Linked DNA regions of Sus scrofa: all the other regions are linked to region 2. The links are chromatin contacts, called in public HiChIP or PLAC-seq maps. All regions are on one chromosome and are shown on one strand. Each heading gives the region's core, a stretch centred on a gene start, on an enhancer-like site or on the middle of the called end of the contact. The rest is flanking DNA. Distances are from core to core; before and after follow the strand shown.

Evidence for each region. HiChIP or PLAC-seq counts read pairs in DNA pulled down with a chosen protein or histone mark.
Region 1: a contact with region 2 is called in an H3K27ac HiChIP or PLAC-seq map of alveolar macrophages. The contact joins the promoter of MCRIP1 here to the promoter of CENPX in region 2. A contact is called at or near these places in 3 of 5 promoter capture datasets (fetal liver, fetal skeletal muscle and liver), 4 of 47 Hi-C or Micro-C datasets (embryonic fibroblasts, epiblast stem cells, liver and 1 more) and 2 of 2 datasets of contacts at active chromatin or transcription factors (alveolar macrophages and skeletal muscle).
Region 3: an H3K27ac HiChIP or PLAC-seq map of alveolar macrophages shows a contact between it and region 2. The contact joins the promoter of MRPL12 here to the promoter of CENPX in region 2. A contact is called at or near these places in 5 of 47 Hi-C or Micro-C datasets (embryonic fibroblasts, heart right ventricle, liver and 1 more) and 1 of 2 datasets of contacts at active chromatin or transcription factors (alveolar macrophages).
Region 4: an H3K27ac HiChIP or PLAC-seq map of alveolar macrophages shows a contact between it and region 2. The contact joins the promoter of CSNK1D here to the promoter of CENPX in region 2. A contact is called at or near these places in 1 of 47 Hi-C or Micro-C datasets (skeletal muscle) and 1 of 2 datasets of contacts at active chromatin or transcription factors (alveolar macrophages).

Annotation. Positions count from the first base shown.
Region 1 is chr12:1,136,290-1,139,107 of Sscrofa11.1, forward strand. MCRIP1 (mapk-regulated corepressor-interacting protein 1) reads left to right here and starts at 1,508. Exons shown (of 5, transcript XM_021066464.1): 1 at 1,508-1,583. It overlaps PPP1R27 (protein phosphatase 1 regulatory subunit 27), which reads left to right and starts at 2. Exons shown (of 3, transcript XM_021066435.1): 1 at 2-348; 2 at 427-577; 3 at 856-1,209. The coding sequence starts at 159. The coding sequence ends at 979.
Region 2 is chr12:989,920-993,038 of Sscrofa11.1, forward strand. It overlaps CENPX (centromere protein X), which reads left to right and starts at 1,699. Exons shown (of 4, transcript XM_021066397.1): 1 at 1,699-1,831. The coding sequence starts at 1,802. LRRC45 (leucine-rich repeat-containing protein 45) reads right to left here and starts at 1,592. Exons shown (of 17, transcript XM_021066372.1): 1 at 941-1,592; 2 at 430-491; 3 at 6-76. The coding sequence starts at 1,160.
Region 3 is chr12:1,202,113-1,205,182 of Sscrofa11.1, forward strand. MRPL12 (39S ribosomal protein L12, mitochondrial) reads right to left here and starts at 1,705. Exons shown (of 5, transcript XM_021066454.1): 1 at 1,464-1,705; 2 at 664-850; 3 at 451-534. The coding sequence starts at 1,537.
Region 4 is chr12:767,541-770,277 of Sscrofa11.1, forward strand. CSNK1D (casein kinase I) reads left to right here and starts at 1,316. Exons shown (of 10, transcript XM_021066360.1): 1 at 1,316-1,728. The coding sequence starts at 1,653.

The DNA.
Region 1 (2,818 bases), core at 258-2,757, 150 kb after region 2:
GGGAAGTGCCCTGGCCAGCAAGAGCACGGGAAGCACTGTGGGGGCTACGCTGGAGGTCACAGTCAGCCGCGAGAGCCTGCACTTGGATCTGGTCTGGGCACTTTCCTCCCCCAAGCAGTGGGGTCCCCACAGGGGTGGCCCACGCCATAGCCTCCAAGATGCCCAGCAGAGCAGCCCGCTATACTCGCTACAGCCCGAGGCAGCGGCGCCGGAGGCTGCTGGCGGATCGCAGCGTGCGCTTCCCTAACGACGTCCTATTCTTGGACCACATCCGCCAGGGCGACCTGGAGCAGGTGGGGCGCTTCATCCGGGCTCGGAAAGTCTCGCTGGACACCATCCATCCCTCAGGTGAGTGCCTGCGGGGCCAGCCAGGGTCTGCGGGGTGGCAGGGAAGGCCTCAGGCTTGACCCCTGCTGCCCTTCCCAGGCCTGGCTGCCCTTCATGAAGCGGTGCTCTCTGGAAACCTGGAGTGTGTGAAGCTGCTGGTCAAACACGGGGCTGACATTCACCAGCGTGACGAGACGGGCTGGACGCCCCTGCACATTGCCTGCAGTGACGGGTACCCCGACATAGCCAGGTGAGAGGGTGACCTCCAGGATGCGGTCCCCCGAAAGGTGGCCCTCCCCATGCAGCTGACAACCCTAAGGCTTCTGGCATCTCCTTTCTGCCCTTTCCCTCCCAAGAGCAAACTGCCAAGGTCAGCTGTCCTTTCCAAAGGGTCTGGTTTCTTCCTCCTCGCCCCACCTGGAAAAATAAAAAACAGGCGGACCTTAGAACCCCAGCCTGCTACCCCGGGGGGAGGAGTGAGCATCCTCCAGGCCAGCTCCCCTCGGCAATCAGGGCTGCCTTTGGCAGGTATCTCATTTCCCTGGGTGCAGACAGAGAAGCGGCCAACGACGACGGTGAGCTGCCCGCGGATCTCATTGACCCTGACTTCAAGGACTTGGTGGAGCTCTTCAAAGGGACTAAGATGGACTGAGCCCAGCCCTGCCCTCCCAGGGCTCTAGCCCTCCCTGGAGAAGTCAGATGCCCACCTCCCCGGGGTGCCAGGGGTGCCCCGCCCACCGGGCTGGGGGGCCCACCAGGCGGCCCAGGACCCTATACCTGGGCGCGACCCCCGCACCCCCAGCGCTGGCCTGGCTTTTTCTCCGGGTGAATTTTTTATGGTGACACTTTTTACTTTTTCAATAAACGTGATGCCCAAGCCTGTGGCGATGGCCTGATTACTGGGGACCCGCCGACCCAGGCCTTCGGCTCCGGCGGCTTCCGGAGGTCAGCGGACCTCGTCGTCCACTCGGCGCTGGGGGTCCGGCAGTGCCGGAGCAAGAGCCCGCGGCCCGCGGCTTCCGCGCGCCGGTGCCCGCCGTCCGCCGCCCCCGCCGTCCCGCGGGCCCGGACACCGCAGCAGCCCGCAGGCCCGGGAGCCCGTCCGCGTCCCCTCGCCGCCGCCCCGCGCGCCTGCGGTCACGTGGCCGGCGCCCCGGCGTGCGCGCGCGCGCGCGTGCGCGGCGGCGGCGGCGCGCGTCACTTCCGGCCGGGCCCCTGGCAGCGGCGGCGGCGGCGGCGGCGGCCGAGAGGGCGAGGTGAGGCGGCGGCAGCGGGGGCGGGCGGGGCGGGCGCGGCCGGGACCCGCCCTGGCGCGGCGGCCGCGAGGGCAGGGCCCGGGCGGGGGCGCGGGCGCCCGGCCCGCCGCGGCGGAGGGTGAGGCGGGGCGGGCCGGCCGCACGGGGCTCGGAGGGGCGGCGGGCCGCCCGGCTCAGCCCCCGAAGCTGCGGCCCGGTCGTCTGGGGAGCATCCCTGCCGATGCTTCCTGACTCCGGAGCGCCACTCGCCCGCCCTCCGCCGTGGTCCCGCCCGTCCCGAGGTCTCGGCCCCCGGGCCGGGCAGGGCGGCGCCAGGTGCGGACCCAGAAGGGGTGGGAGGTGGCCCGCGCTCAGCGAGGGTCACCGGGCCCGGGGGCTGCCAGGGTGGGCGGTGGGCTGCAGCGGGGAGGCCGCAGCCCAGGTGGTGAGACATTGCACGAAACGTGGAGGCGCAGGAGTCGTGTCCCCGACCTACCGCAGGGGACGCTTCGCAGAGGAGGTGGTCGTGAGCTGAGCCCCCAGGGACCAGTGCAGTAGTTTAGGGCAGACGGGGCATCTCGAGCAAAGGCCCGGAGATGTCAGACGGGGGCGTCTGGAGCTCTTAGAGGAGTGTGGGCGGGGAGGAAAGGGGACAGGAGCCGCGTCCCGAAGGAAGAGGCGCGATTTGGGGTGGCTGGAAGGGCCCAGGGACGTGGGAGGGGGTATCTGTTGCTCGGAAGGGGAGCTGCTGCCTCCACCAGGAGAGGGGGAGGGCGGTGCATTGCTTAGAGGCTTTGCCTGGGGGTCTTCAGGGGACGCCAGCCCTGGCGTCTGGTACTGCAGCATCCTGCTGGCACCCGCTTGGGTGGTAGATCACTTTCTCAAAGTCTCATGGGCAGAAACTGGGCTGCTGAGAGCCCCAAAGACAGAACATGACAGGAAAGTGGAAGCTGGAGACTTTGGAGTTCCTATCGGAATTCTAAAGGAACACAGAATGGCCACACCTGCATCACTGATTCTAACTCCAGAATATCCAGGGTCACTTTCCCAGACAAGAGAGTATCATCTCGGTGCCTGTCTTGAAGCATCTGTCTTGGGGGTTGGGGATGGGGGTGGAGAGCGAGGGGCGGGAGACTGGGTTTGGGGCCCCCCCAACACCCTGCCTCCATCCCTGAAGCCCTTGGTTCCCGTGGCAGGGCAGGGTGCTACGTAGATCCATCCAGGAAAACTCTGCCCGTCTCTGTGCAGAGCCACGT
Region 2 (3,119 bases), core at 449-2,948:
CTCACCTCTGGATGGACTTGTTCTGTCGGAGGAGTTTTCCCAGAGCCTCAGCTCCTGCAGCGCGAAGGTTATTGCCCTAGAACAGGAAGAGGCCAGCCCGTCATTCCTGGAGTCCTGGGCCGGGCTCCGAACACCCTCATTGGGAAGTGGGTGAGGTCACAGCGAGCTATGGGCGGGAAGCGCGGAATCCTTTCAGATTCTGCTTTCCCTGACCACAGTGGCCCCCTGATGCAGGCTCTTGGTTTGCTGTGGAATGCTCTGGAACTCACATTCCTGCCCTCAGAACACTGGCACACGTGCAGGAGACTGAGAGTCAGTGCGTACAGACACCATCTCTCGCCGCCATCGGGATCCCCGGGCCCCAGGACAACTGCAGCTTCGCTACTCTCCCTGGCCGGGGGGCAGGGCCCTAAGCGCAGATCCACCCACCTTTAGATCCAGAAACCGCACCACGGTGTTGACACACAGTCCCTGCAGCAACATCGTGGCTCCTGTAAGGGACCAGGACAGTCACTCTCCGCTCCTGGTGGCTCCATCAGGGGCAGCTCCCCAGACGGAGGGAAGGGACGAGGGTCCCCGACCAGCCAGGGTTCATGCCAAAAATGAGTCAGTCGCCCCACTCCTGTGTCAGGTTTGACACGCGGCAGGTGCGGAGTCCGGCTGCAGACCCCCCCCCATGCGGACTCTCCTAAGCCAGCTGGCTGGGGGCGCTAAGGTTTTTTCGCTACAGAGAGATGCTCCCCAGTTTCCCGAGTGAATGCTGCTGCTTGCTTTGACTACAGTGAAGGGGAGACTCCCAAAGAAGAGGACAGGCGGGCCACCGAGCACCAAGGCCTGGGGGTGCTGAGCAGCAGGGCAAACAAGCCCAGGGACGCCGACCCCTGCCCGCCCTTCGAAGCTGCAAGGGCTGCTGTGGCCACTGCGGTCCGTCGGTGCCCACCCTCGTCGCTCAGCATGCAGTCACTCAGGACCAGTTCCGTCAGCAGCGCCTCCTTCTGCAGCAGCTTGCCCAGAGCCCTGCAGGTGTCCAGCGTCAAGCTCTGTGTGGCCAGGTCCAGCCGGCCCCGCAGCAGCCCGTGCAGCCGCTGCAGGACGGCCTCCTGGGGCTCGGCCCCGCTCTCCTTGCACAGCCGGCTGTAGGCGCGCTGGAGCTCCTCCATGAGGGAAGGGCTGGCGGGGCTTCCGGCAAAGCTCCCAGACAGGCCTCACCCGGAGGCGGGGAGGCTGGGGAAGTGGGCTGCTGGCTCCTGCTCCCCTGCCCCAGTCCTTGCTGGCTGTAAGCCTCCCCCTGGGGTCTACGGAGAGCCCCCGACAGCGCAGGGGGGCGCACACAGACCCTACGCCCTCAGCAACCGCGGAATGAGGAGCAAACAGTTGCTTCAACTGGCGGGAGGCCCCGAGAGGGCGGGGGCGGGTGATCCTCGGGGTCGCCGAAGCCCAGGATCCGGGAGGAGGATGCTCTCGGGGGCGGGGCGTCTAGCGGAGGGGCCGCTCCCGCCCCCGCCCCAGGCCTCGCGCCTAGGAACCCCGCCCGCTTGCCGCGGGGGCTGGCGGCCGCGGTGCCCCTCAGTATCCAGGAAGAGCGGGGCGCGCCGGGAAGGCCTGGCGGAAACTACGACTCCCAGGACGCTTTGCGGGGGCGGTGCGCTCGCTTAGGACCAATTAGGGCGAGGGAGTGGGCGCGCGCGGCGACCCCATTGGCTGGGGGGCGCAGGGGCGAGGCTTCAGAAGGCGCGCTACGGGTCGATTGGCTGGAGGCGCGGGGGCCGGGCTTCTGAGAACGCACAACTTGGCGGCGGTCATGGAGGAAAGCGGCACGGGCTTCCGGAAAGTGAGCGAGGGACTGCGAGGCGGGGCGGAGCGGGACGGGCTAGGGGGCTCGGGGAAGGCACTGGGAGCGAGCTCGGGGCCCGGCCCCCTGCGTGAGCCACGTGTGGGCCCTAAACCAGTCCCCGTCCTGCCGGCCGGTACCTTCTAGGGTCGGCCCATTCCCAGAATCGGCCACGACCCCCATCCCGCGCGTACTTAGTCCTCCGTGGCCCGAGTGGGTGGGTCGCTAGGCCGGCAGGCTCGGTTCCCAAACCCTTCGGGCTGTGAGTGGTCTCTGGGTTTCGCTTTGTTGCTCTGCGCTAAGGGTAGGAAGCACTGAGCTTTTGATAGCAGCCCTTTGTGTACCTGGGTGAGGACTTCCTTGTCCAGCCAGCCCCTAGTGGGGGAGTTCTCCCTCTTCACCCTGGATGGCCACTTTGCCCAGGCCTAGAAGGAGTTAATGCGTCAAAGGGGAAATCACTGAGGCTGGGCCCTCCCTGCACTGTAATAGCTGCAGAGGGGAGCACTGGCTGGGCCTCCTTCTTGGGATCCTGGGCAGCTCTGGAGTCCTAGCCCTGAGGCCTCGGGCTAGAGCTGGGGTTGCCGTCATTACCCACGAGCAGGCCTGTCCCAGGCGAGGGGCACGGGGCCGGGGTGGGGGGTTGTGGTCCTCCACACAGAGAGACAGAGGCTGACCAAATCCCAGATCTCATGCTGCCCTTTGCAAGCTTGGGGACCCCCCTCTCCCAGCTGGTGCTGGCTCCTTTAGTTGTCAGGGTAAGCCGGTGCAGCAGCTGCTCCCCAGGTGGCAGCCTGGCTCTTTCAGCTCTTCCCTGGAGTCTGGGATCTAGTGGGGCAGCAGGGCCTTCTGGGCTTTCTTGGTGGGACCAGCAGGTGGCGCCAAGCTCGCGCGCTCACTCTGGGAGGGTGCGCGAGGCCGCTGCGACGCTGCCGCAGGTACGGGCTGCTGCAAGCTCTCACCCTCCTGAGCCCTGGCCGGGGCAAGCTCCGCTCCCCGTCACGCGCGCTGCTCTCCCGCTTTGCTCAGCAGCTCTGGGCGAGGCCGTGCCATCTCCCGTGGACAAGGCTGGAGGCCTGGAGGGTCCCAGCACACCTTGCCTGCACAACACCCCGTCTGGGCTCCCCCTGCTGCTGTCCTCTTGGCCCCTCGTTCACAGCCTCTCTCGTCTGGCCTCCACCCTCAGCAACCTTCCCCGGTTCTCATCACCAGCGTCTGCCATCTCTCAGGCCCAGCTGCCCACTGGCTGCTCTACCTGGGCTCCTTGGGTGTGTCCCTCACGAAAATGTTC
Region 3 (3,070 bases), core at 455-2,954, 210 kb after region 2:
TGGCTGTGGCGAAGGGGTGTGGCTACAGCTCAGATTCGACCCCTGGCCTGGGAACTTCATGTACTGTGTGACCCTAAAAAAAAATTAAAAAAGAAAATCCTCAAACGCAAGATAGGTTTCTCCGTTCAGGACTCGCGGTTTCCACAACCGAGCCTTGAGCCGAGGATGCGGGGCAGCGTCCCCTCCTCCCCACTCTCTCTGGGATCGTGCCCTTGCAACCATCCCTCCTTTTCTCTTCTCCGCTGCCGGGGCTGCTGCTCCTCCGTGCGCTCTCAGGGGCCGGTGGGCAAGCCCGACATCCTCGGCGGGGAGGCCCCACATCGTGTGGGGCCGATGCAGGACCCAGATGAAGGGCGGGTGAGGAGAGAACCTGGCCACCCAAGGCGAGACCGGGTGGGAGCCAGGCACTAGAGCCACAGCCTATGCACGGCAAGCCCGGCCTGCACTCACCTCTGGGGCGGCGGCGGCAGGGGGAGCGCCAGGGGCCACGGCACCCATGGGCATGAACCCAACGTCCTGGATCTTCAGCGTTTTCTGCAGGACAGAGAAAAGCACTCTCAGAAGCAGGCGCCACACTGGATGTGCCTGGTCGCAGCAGGCACAGTCTCGAGGAGCCCCCCACCCCCCGCAAAGGGGCCACGAGGTGGGGCGCCTGGCCAGTACCTTCAGGAGCTCGTTGAGGTCTGAGATCTCCAGGAGCGTAAGGCTGGCAATGTCCTGAACCAGCTGCTGGATTTTGGGGGGATACTCCTTGGGGGCGTTATCCAGGGGGGCCCCAGCAAGAGCCTCCCCCTTTCGATGGCTGCTGCATCTCATCAACCGCACACCGCACAGTCTCGGTCCCTGGTGCCTGAATCCCGTTCAAACAGAGCCATCAGCCTGCACAAGCCAGGCACGCAGGTGCCTCAGGCTCAGATCTAGTTTCCCCGTCCGAACCCAGGGATCTCACACTGCAGGACCCACACAGCTAACAAAAGGGACTTCCAATTACTTTGGACTTTTTCAAAGACCTTAAAAACGCACGTAACTGTTTGCAAAACCGCTCTCTACAACGTTACTTTCGCTTTGGATAAGCTGCACCAATTTGTGGAGACTAGACAAACACTTGAAGGCGCTTTGCCACACAACGCCTTTCAGGACGTGGGGTTCTTGGCGGCCGAACGCCAGCCAGATCCACTCACGGGAGTCCCGCCACGTCACTGCGCTGCCGGGGAAACTGAGGCCCAGAGAGGAGCAGAAACCCGTCCAAGGTCATCCAGGGCCACGCCGGCACGCTCAGCGGCCCACGTGGTTAGGCGGCTGGCAGGAAGGACCCTTGCGCCCTCTACTCCTGCAGGGACCAGCCGCTCGAGGAGGGGGGCAGCCAGCCAGCCGCCCAAGACGCCGCCCCCACCTGCACCTGCAGTGTCCGGCCGAGAGCACCCACACTGCCCGTCCGCCCGGGCCTCGGCAGCCCGCGGTACCTGGCGACGCGGAGCGCAGCGGCCCGAAGCCCGAAACACGGCCCCCACAGGGAGCTTGCAGCCGCCGGCAGCATCGCTCCGCAGGCGGGAAGGTCACACGCGGGTCCCAACAGGAGGGACTCCCTAGCGGCCTCAGCCACCAGGCATTCAAGCTAGAAAGGACGCTCTAGCCGGCTGGACAGCCGAGCTGGGGGTAAGACGCTCTAGCCGGCTGGGTCGTCGGAAACACAAACTCTATCCTTCCGGACCACCGAGCATACGCGCTGCGGGAGGACTCTCTAGCCCCCGGAGCCAAAGGGCACATGCGCTGAGGGGAGACGCTCTAGCCGACCAGACGGCCGAGCATTAGCGCTGAGAGGACACTCTAGCTGGCTGGAGTATACGAGCGGAAGGCCGACCTTTTAACCAGCCGGACGGCTGAGCATACGCTTTGGGGGCGCTCTAGTCGGCGGGACCGTTGAGCCGAAGCGCTGGGGGGGATTCTCTAGCCCCCAAAACCAACAAGCATAAAAGCTGAGAGGACACTCTAGCCCCGAGAAGGAAAGAGCATACGAGCTGAGGGTCGACGCTCTAGCCGGCCGGACCTCCGAGCATACGCGCTGCGAGAGGACTCTCTAGCCCCCAAAACCAACGAGCATAAAAGCTGAGAGGACACTCTAGCCGGCTGGAGCAGACGAGCTGAGGGTCGACACTCTAGCCCCGAGAAGCAAAGAGCATACGAGCTGAGGGTCGACGCTCTAGCCGGCCGGACCTCCGAGCATACGCGCTGCGGGAGGACTCTCTAGCCCCCAAAACCAACGAGCATAAAAGCTGAGAGGACACTCTAGCCGGCTGGAGCAGACGAGCTGAGGGTCGACACTCTAGCCCCGAGAAGGAAAGAGCATACGAGCTGAGGGTCGACGCTCTAGCCGGCCGGACCTCCGAGCGTAGGCGCTGCGGGAGGACTCTCTAGCCCCCAAAACCAACGAGTATAAAAGCTGAGGGGACACTCTAGCCCCGAGATTCAAAGAGCATACGAGCTGAGGGTCGACGCTCTAGCCGGCCGGACCTCCGAGCATACGCGCTGCGGGAGGACTCTCTAGCCCCCAAAACCAACGAGCATAAAAGCTGAGGACACTCTAGCCGGCTGGAGCATGTGCGCTGAGGGTGTACGCTCTAGCCGGCCGGACCGCCAAGCATACGAACTGAGAGGACGCTCTAGTTTGCTGGAGCATACGAGCTGAGGGCCAAGGATCTAGCCCCTAGAAACAAAGAGCATACGAGATGAGGGTCGACACTCTAGCCGGCCGTACGGTCGAGCATATGCACTGGGGGGAAAACTCTCTAGCCCCTAGAACCAACGAGTTGAGAGGACACTCTAGCCAGCTGGAGTATACGAGCGGAAGGCCGATCTTTTAACCGGCCGGACGGCTGAGTGTACGAGTTGGGGGGCGCTCTAGCCGACCGGACCACGAGCATGAGAGCCGGGGCCCGATTCTCTAGCCCCCAGAACCAACGAGCATACGAGCTGAGAGGACACTCTAGCCGGCTGGAGCAGACGAGCTGAGGGTGGACGCTCTAGCCCGTCGGACCGAGCATATGAACTGGAGAACGACTCTCGAAGCCCC
Region 4 (2,737 bases), core at 66-2,565, 220 kb before region 2:
TACTGTACAAGACAGAGAACGTAGCCAATATTTTATAATAACTACAAATGGAGTATAACTTTAAAAAATTTATGAATCCGGTGGTCACAATTTATGCAAATGACCCCACCCCTGCCCCATCATTTGGCTCTTGCCAGTGACCTGTGACTCCCTGCAGACAAAGAACTGGCCGACCAGGACCAGCCAGTTAGCTGAAGAGGCACAGAGGGAGGTCACGGGAGCTCAGTGGCAGAAACTACCAGAAGCCAGAGGAGGAAAGAGAATGGAAGCAGTGGCCGGGAGGTGCGAGGCCACTGTGACAGCAGCAGCAGCGGGGGGACCCCAGCAGCTCCCAGCCCCCACCAGGCCCAACAGACACATGCACACACACCAAGCTCCCTCCCCGAAGGGCCTGAACGGGAGAAGGGAGGAGCGTGCTTTCAGGACACGAGAAAATGCGAAGGTCTGCAGCCAGGCCCTGCGACCTCAGAGCACAGCACTTTGTTCATGCGTGGGCCTGGGGCATGACTGTGGGGTGGAGGCTTCTCTTTGGGGTGATGGAAAAGTGAAGTTGACTGTGACGATGGTTGCTACGTGCTAAAACCATTGACTCGCACACTCTGAATGGGCGCATTGTGGAGTTCTCGCAATGGCGGTGTGGGTTAAGCAGCCCACCGCAGTGGCTCCGGTGGCTGTGGAGGTGGCTGGTTGGATGCCCAGCCTGCTGCAGCGGCGTAAAGGATCTGGTATGGCCGTGTAGGTCACAGCTACCATTTAGATTCAATCCCTTGCTGGGAAACTTCCATATGCCGCTGGTGTGGCCATGAAATCTCTCTCTATATATGTCTATATATTTTCCACTGTGTGTCAGGCACAGGCTGGGTGTCAGCTTTGAGTCCGTGTGAGCTGGGACACTACTGAGGCTGTTGGCACCCAACAAAAAAGCGTACCTAGCACCTAGTGGAGGGAGCATATTACTCCCTGCAGGTGCCGGTGCAGGGAGGTGCCTACCCCCCCCTATAGGGCACTGCCTGGGAGCCTGTCCCAGGCCTGCAGCAAGGAAACGCTGGCTTCCCAGACAGCTGCAGGGAATCCTGCACGAGCCCATAGATCCTGCCGGCGGAAGGGGTCCAGGCGAGGGGCTCTGGGCCCTGGGCTGCTGCCAGAGGCAGGGGGCAAGGAGCGGGGGGAGGTGCCTGGCCGGGTGCGTCAGTGGATCGGGAGAACGCGGTCCCTACCCCTAGAGCTGCGCAGGCCCGCCCCCAGGCCCCGCCCCGCGGTCGCGATCGCCCCGCCCCGGCCGTCGCTTGGAGCCGCGGCCCCGCCCCGCCGGGTTGCTAGGGGAAGTGACGTCACAGCGCGATGGCGGCGGCTCCTTCAGGCCCCTGAAGGGGGATTTAGGCCCGGGAGATCCGAGTCCATCCGCGGCGGGGAGAGGGCGAACGGGGTTGGCGGAGGCCGGAGCAGGGGCGGCGGCGCCCGGACTGTCCCATCCGCCCCGTATTGAGGCGCTGGGAGCGGCAGGGCGGCCGGAAAGCGATGGTGAAAGCGGGGCCGTGAGGGGGGCGGAGCCGGCAGCCGGACCCGCAGTAGCGGCAGCAGCGGCGCCGCCTCCCCGAGCTCAGACCCAGGAAGCGGCCGGGAGGGCAGGAGCGAGCCGGGCCGCCGCCGCCATGGAGCTCAGAGTGGGGAACAGGTACCGGCTGGGCCGGAAGATCGGCAGCGGGTCCTTCGGAGACATCTATCTCGGTGAGGCGCCCCTCCCCCGGGCGCGGCCCCCAAACCGGCGCCCGGCCGCCGGGCTCCGCTCCGGCCGCCGCCCCGGCGACCCCGCCCCCGGCGGCCGGACCCCTGACTCGCCCCGGGGCCCTCACGGCTCGCGCCGCTCAGCTCCCCGGGCGGGAGCCTGCGGCCCCCCCGACCCGCGCCCCGGGGCAGCCGCCCCAGCCTGCCCGCGGCCTCCGGGACGGCCGGCGACCCCGCAGGCGACAAAGCGGTCGGCGGGCGTGCGGGCCCGCGTCCTGCGCCCTGCGGCCGGGCACGAGACGAGGTGAGGCTTGCGCGCTGCCCCTGGCGGTGCCCAGCCCCTCCGGCCGCGGAGCGCAGGTGCAGCGCGGGGCCGCGCGGGGGGCCCGTCGGGCGGTGGTGGGGTACGTGTTGCGCCTCCAAGTTGCAGCCTCTGTCCCTGGCCGTCAACCAGAACGACGCTCAGGCGACCCAGGACGAAGTCAGCGTTTAGGCGTGGGCTGAAGTAGAGGCAGGTCGAGTGGCGCAGCGCTACCCGGAGCTTGTCCTTTGCTGCGAAAGTTCTCGGGGTAGACGGGAAAACCTGGGGTTAGAATGTCCCGGATTGTTTGAGGTCTCCAGCGCAAGAAGGCTCGGATACACCCGTGTGCTAGAGGGTGGGCTTGGATCTTAAAGTTGGAAGTTTAAACAGAACTCAGCGGCATTCCTCGGAGGAACTGTGGGCCACTCGCTGCCACCCCCGCGTCGGGGCTGCCCAGCCCGGCACGCCTGCTGTGCGGCGGGACTGTCGTTGCGCAAGTTCGGGGTAAACATGCGCCCGTGGCGCAGCCCGCCCCGGGGCTTCCGTTCGGCTGCTGCGCTTGTCGCCGAGGGTCCCTGATGCTCCTGGTTATGCCTTTCAGATGGTCCCAAGTGTGCGAGCTCCCCGCCCCATCCTGGGCTCTCGTTACCTGGAGCGGGTGCGCGACCTCGGTGGGCTGGTGTGTAAGAGGAGCCCCCACTGAGGGAGTTG